2 separate regions of the Mus musculus genome follow, and region 1 is linked to region 2. The links are chromatin contacts, called in public promoter capture Hi-C maps. All regions are on one chromosome and are shown on one strand. Each heading gives the region's core, a stretch centred on a gene start, on an enhancer-like site or on the middle of the called end of the contact. The rest is flanking DNA. Distances are from core to core; before and after follow the strand shown. Region 1 holds the start of Dok4 (docking protein 4). Region 2 holds the start of Ccdc102a (coiled-coil domain containing 102A).

Region 1 (3,162 bases), core at 366-2,865, 42 kb after region 2:
ACTCTGTGTCAGACCATCCACCCGCATGTGGATCTACAAACAGATTTATAAGTGTAAAGCCAAAAATTAGATACAAATTTGGGTATGGTGGCACTTGGGAGGCAGAAGAAGGCAGGTCAAGGCCAACCTGGTCTATACATCCAGTTCCAGGACTGCTAGAGAAATCCTGTGTCAAAAAAAAAGGAGGAGAAAGAGGAAGAGGAGGAGAAGAAGAAAGAAAGAAAGAAAGAAAGAAAGAAAGAAAGGAAGGAAGGAAGGAAGGAAGGAAGAAAGAAAGAAAGAAAGAAAGAAAGAAAGAAAGAAAGAAAGAAAGAAAGAAAGAAAAGGGAATTAGCACAGTGGGTAGAAGTAGATATTGAGTAAAAATTTTGAAAGAGAATGAAGTTTAGGAATCCCACTTAGAGATGATACTTCTAAATTTCATTATATTATTACAATTAATTTGCAGTTCAGGGGATTGAACCTAGAGAAGGTTCCTTCCTTCCTTCCTTCCTTCCTTCCTTCCTTCCTTCCTTCCCTCCCCCCTCCTCTCTCTCTCTCTTTCTTTTCTTCTTTCTTTCTTTCTTTCTTTCTTTCTTTCTTTCTTTCTTTCTTTCTTTCTTTCTTTCTTTTTGTTTCTTTCTTTCTCCCCCCCTCTCTTTTTCTTTCTTTCTTAAGTAGGATCTCACTAAGGCTGGCCTTGAACTCATCAGCTTCCTGCCTCAGCATGGGATTATAGACAAGTACTACTAGGCCAGGCTAAGAGGCCTCTTTTTGTTGAAACTCTCTTTTTTTCTCTGTGGCCATACAGCTTCTCTAGCAGTGTCCCAGGATGAAAGCAGTTCACTCTGAGGGCTTGAGAGCTGAGGACTTTATGAGCTGCTGTTTGAAGTAAAGCAGAGGGTCAAGTTTGGAAGCTGCATGGGAAGGTCAGGAGGTCATGGGAAGGTCAGGAGGTTCAGTTTAGCATCCAGGAAGAAGAAAGCCATTTCCTGTCCTATAGCCCCGTGGCTTCCACTTAACACACACTTTAGTGACAATCCTGGGACATTTTAAGCGGACAGAAAATGGCTCCTTTACTTTGCTGGACAAGGCTGAGTCTCTAGTGTTCCGGCAGAGGGGGTGGGGAGGTAGGGTTGGGAGGATACGGGGCAGGGGATATACATGCGTGGGTACTGGGTTCTTGATTCCTTCATGCATTAGGCTAATCTCTCACAGAGTGCAGCTGAGTGTGCGATTGGGGAAGTGGGGCAGGTACTGAGCAGGACTGGATGGTAGCAAAGTGTATGTCTAGCAGGGTACTGACTCTTGATGTTGGGAGGTGAGGTTCAAGGACTGGGAGTTGATATAGGGTTCAGCCTCCAGCAGATGCAAGACCACGTGGGTTTGAGTTTTAGAGCTCAGGGAGGAGCTGGTGCGACTGAGGTGGGTACTAGAAGTGAGCAGAGGGCTAGACTGCCAGGCGGAAATTTCTGTCCTAGTAATAAGACTTTGGCAGGACTCCGGGACGAGGCGTGGCTCCGAGAAGGGGCGTGGCACGATGCCAGGGATGGGCGGGGGCGTGGCGGTGGGGCGTGGCGCGGCGCCAGGGCGGCGCGGGGCGTGGCCTCAAGGGGCGTGGCGTCGCGGATCAGCAGAACCAGCTACCTCCCGAGTCTCCTCTGGATCCGGAGCTGGCGGCTGCGCTTCACTTCTAGCTTACAACCAGAGCCGCGCGCCGCCACCCTACCTTCCCCTCCCGGCCGCGCCGAGACGCGGGCATGAGCCCGCCCCGCGTCCCGCGGAGCCAGCGCCCCGGCCCGGGCCTCGGCGCCTAGGTAAATAGGGGAATACGAAGCGCGGGGGGGGGGGGGGATCCCTAGGCCTCACCGAGACGTGAGACTCCCGCAACTCTCATCCTGGGGCGCCTGTGGTCACCTCCGGAGCCCGCGGGCTCTCCCAGCTATGGGAGCGTCCTACTTTAAGGAAGGAGGACTCAGACGCGCCTCTCGAAGCCAGCGAGACCCTGAAACTCCCTGAGCCGTCCTCAACCAGCTCCCATCTCTAGGAAGCGCAGGTGTGAGTCTTACCTCACCTGTATTCCCCATGTAACCCATCAGAGAAACCCAGATCCCCGGTTCCCTGAGCCTCTTCCCGGAAGCAGCCTTCCTCGCCTTCCTGCTCCCCAAATTCCAAGAGACACTTTCCTTTTACTGCCTATCCGACCTGCAAGTGGCATTCCTATTCATTGCAGTCCTCCGGGCTAGCAGCCTCCTGCCTTAAAACCTTTCTCCTCTGGCTCTGGGAGTCTGTACACATTCTTTTGGAGACAGCTATCTGTCACAGCATAAGGACCGGAGTGGAGCCTTGGGCAGTCGGGAGTTCTGTGCAATCTGCCTGCGTGGAGCGGTGGGAGCAAAACAATTGCCAGACACTTGGATGGAGGGCTTTGATAAGACAGGGCAGCCAGGGGCCAGGTGTCAGCTCCAGCACATTCCAACAGCCTCCAGGGGCTGCGCTTCCTGCACATTCTTTGAGGGCCCTTTTCGGAGAAATGCAGGCTGCTGTGTAGGTATCCCAGGTAGGTCCCAGGAGCTGTGTCCCTCTCGCTCTGCTGCTAGTCTCTGTGCCTGGGTGCTGGGTATTCCTGGGCAGGGCACCAGGCTGGATGTGACCTCATCCAACAACCCCAGCCAAGGTGGGGCCCCTAGCCAGGCTCAGACAGTGTCAGCAGCAGCACAAGTCCCCTGAGGCAGCTTTGAACAAACTGTGGATCACGGACCCGGCTGGTTCTCCTGGACTTTGCTGGTCTTGCCAGTTGGCACCGAGATGTGGAGAAGTGGGAGCCCGCTGCCGCTTACACTCTCTGGAAGCAGAGCTGATAATGGTGTTGAAAGGATGGGGACAATGCTAGATATAATTAGTGTCCCTCCCTAGATTGGCATCCACTCTGTCCTTTATCAGTGTCCTGGTCACTGGGATGGAGCTATAGCTAGATAGAAGGGGCTTGGGAACTGTCATTGTAGGTGTCCCTACATGGCCAAGTGACAGATGAAGGAACCGGGAACATCAAATCTCATAGTGACATGTGACAGACTGAAACACTGGATGTTGAGAGACAGCTAATTAGCAAGGCCAGGGTGTCAGGAGGGCCTGAAGGAGGAGGCAGATTTTCAGCGGAGCTCCAAATGAGGCAGTGGAATA
Region 2 (3,010 bases), core at 331-2,830:
CCCCTGTACATGATGTAGAGGACAGCCAATGGAGGGTCTGCAGGCTAGTGATCTGTAGATGCTAACCAAAGTGCAAGCATTCCCACCCAAACTGGTCTTCTGCTGATTATAACAGCTGCCAAGCAAGCACCACTCACTACCTGCCCAGCACATGAAGGGGCAAGTGAAACTATAAAACTTGCAAAATCTGTGGGACTTCACAAAGTTGGTGGGGGTGGGGCAGAGAAGACAGCTGAAGACCACAGAGAAGGATGTGGGGGAAGTGTATGACATCAAAAAGATGTACTGAGTTCTCAGAATACTCAGTGGGGGGCTGGGGGTGGGGGGGAGATCTGAAGAAGTGGCTCAGTGGTTAAGAGTACTTAATGCTATTTCAAAGGGCCCCAGTTTAGTTCCCAGCACCTACATGGTAGCTCATAGCTATCAGTAACTTTAGTCTCAAGGGATCTGAGCCCCTCTTCTGACCTTGGAGGCCACCAAATACACACAGGATCCCCTTAAAGGGGGGAAGGTCAAAGGATCCTTGTTTTTGAAGAAGCCCTAGTTTGTTTGTTTGTTTGGTTTATTTATTTTTGTAAATCAGGGGTTTTCTACTAGCTCTGGTTCTCCTGGAATTCACTATGTAGATAGACCAGACTGGCCTCAAACTCCTGTGAGGCAGACATCTGCCTGCCTCTGTCTCTGCCTCCCTAATGCTGGGATTAGAGGCCCCAAGTGTTGGGATTAAAGGGGTGCACCACCATATCCAGCTAGCCCCGGTATTTTGGTAAAACAAAACAATCTCTTACAGCAAACCAATAATAGCTCAACTCCGTAAGGGGGGAAAAAAACCTTCAACATTCAGTATGTGATTCACTCTTCACAAACCACTATGCTCGTGACCATGATTAGAATTAAAACACTCTTAACCAAGAAGTATGTGATTCGTTTATCTTCATAATCTTTATCTTTTCTGGACAATAACCTAACCCAGCTTAGCTGCCCACGCGTTTTTGTGACTTTTGGTCCTGTCGGCAAGACAGACCAACCTCGAAGCAGGATGTGAAGGGGAGATACCATCTTGACCTTCTTCTTCCCTGACAAGACTACAGACACCCTATCCCAAAGAGAGAGAGAGAGAGAGAGAGAGAGAGAGAGAGAGAGAGAGAGAGAGAGCCTGAGCCTAATGGGTGTGTACAAGAAGGTCAGAGGGTTCTGCCAAGCACCATCGCACACCAGAGGGAAAATCTCCACAGTGGGAGTAGGTCCCATCACTCTCCTTTATAGGCCTGAAGTCGCTTTGTACAAAAAAGGGAAACCGAGGCCCAGTGAGGACATGGACTCTGGCCCAAGTCCAGTCGGTGTCAGCGCTAGCACTGGAAGTAATGCAGTTAACCAAAGTGAAGCTCCTCGTGGGTCATGGTGCCCACTCCTGTCCTGGATCACCTAGACCGTGGTTGGCGGGAAAGCCGAGGACGCGGATCCTGCCTGGGCGACCCCATGCTTGGGCGGGCCAGGGGGGTCCGGCTGCCTGGCCCCAACCCGCAGCAAACCGCGCCCCACGAGGGGCCCCCGCCCGCTCCCCTTCCCCTCCCCTGGCAGGAGGAGGAGACTTGGCGGCCCTCCCCCGGCCTCCCGACGGCCGCCGCAGCCAGCCCCGCGCCCGCTCCACCCAGAGCAGCAGTTCGGACGTCCGGAATCCCAGCCCCGGCCCGAGGTGAGTGGGGACGGCGGGGCGGGAGGTCATCGCGACAGGGTACTCGCTGCGGTCTCGGAGCCGCTCACGCGAGGGAAGAACTTTGCAGCGAGGGACAGGAGCCGGGGCGGCGCCCGCCGCACCCCAAACTTGAGTCCAACTTTTTAGTCCCACTTAGAGTCCCCCGGCCCGTCTCCATCCCCGTGGAAGCCGGGTCCCGTGGCGGGACAGTGGGGGAGGGGGCGCCCGTGGAATGCCGGCAGGGCCAGGAGGGGGGGGGATGGCAGGCGGGGGCGGAATGTGGAACTCTCCCGGGGGACCCAACGTGGTCACCATGGCGAGTGCCGGACGGACGGGTGGCACTGGCCAATCGGAGCACGGCTTTACGCCCAGACCCGTTGCGCTACCAATGGAAACCAAGCGGTGGGGTGGGCGGGACCGCGTCTTGCAGGACCGGACCCCCGCACCCCCTCCAGCCGCTAGGGGGAGCGGGGCTGGTGGCCCGCGAAGGGGCTACCAAGTAGGGACTGGGCCCTGGAAAGCTGAAAACTTAATTTCGGGAAGGAATGCGGGCAAGTGGGGCAAGGGCTTGATGCTAAGAGAAGGGAAGGGCTTCAGCAGCCCACTGCCCTGGTTGTGCCGAGGGGTAGCACTCTTCCTCATCCCGGGACTTCAGTTTGCGTAAGTGAATGTCCCTTATTCGGCCCGGATTACTGAGCTGTTGTAGGAGTACGATGAGTTCTTATTGGCAGAGTCTTACCCACCTGCTGGAGGAATTAGAAATCTTGTTGGTGCCTCTCAATACATAGGAAAACTGATGCTCAGAAAGGCCAGGAACCTGCACATACCACACGGTGTGTAATAGCAACGCTAGGGTTAATGTCTGTTCTATACGAATGTGCGATGCCAAGAGTTGCTAAGAGTCCTGGGGCTGGAGTAGGTGAAAGCTTCCACTCTTCCAAGTCATGTTTGTTTGGCGGGCCTAGTATCTGAAGATCTCCCTAGTAAGCGCTTCCAGGGGCATGGTGCTCTTCAGGTAGTCACGCATGACCCAGCCACAAGCTCTGTTCTAGCATAGAAACCCTGCTCTCCTCCCTTCCCCACCCCTCCGTTTCTTTCCTGGAGGTCCAGCAGCTGTAAGCTGGGCTCTCTCAGTATCCATGGTCAGAGGGACAGACAGCCCACAGTCTGCGGGCTGACCAGCCTTGGGCCCTGCACTTATCCAATCAGGCAGTCCCCTTGTGGTTTCCTGCTGGGCTCTAATCCCTACCCACAGCTAGGCCTGTGGCCCTGGGCTTACCCCAGAGTCCACCTGAAAGATTCTAAGAAGATACG

The links. Promoter capture Hi-C pulls out the DNA fragments that hold promoters and counts their contacts.
Region 1: a contact with region 2 is called in a promoter capture Hi-C map of liver. The contact joins the promoter of Dok4 here to the promoter of Ccdc102a in region 2. A contact is called at or near these places in 13 of 39 promoter capture datasets (the C10 cell line, the HPC-7 cell line, HPC-7-derived erythroid cells and 9 more), 9 of 15 datasets of contacts at CTCF or cohesin (CD8 T cells, the G1E-ER4 cell line, the NIH/3T3 cell line and 3 more), 196 of 484 Hi-C or Micro-C datasets (the 63-12 cell line, the AML12 cell line, the AtT-20 cell line and 97 more), 45 of 115 datasets of contacts at active chromatin or transcription factors (the 230-238 cell line, CD8 T cells, the HPC-7 cell line and 29 more) and 6 of 9 other capture datasets (adipose tissue, embryonic stem cells, embryonic tail and 3 more).

What each region holds. Positions count from the first base shown.
Region 1 is chr8:94,874,765-94,877,926 of GRCm38.p6, reverse strand. Dok4 (docking protein 4) reads left to right here and starts at 1,615. Exons shown (of 9, transcript NM_053246.3): 1 at 1,615-1,796.
Region 2 is chr8:94,916,668-94,919,677 of GRCm38.p6, reverse strand. Ccdc102a (coiled-coil domain containing 102A) reads left to right here and starts at 1,580. Exons shown (of 9, transcript NM_001033533.3): 1 at 1,580-1,696.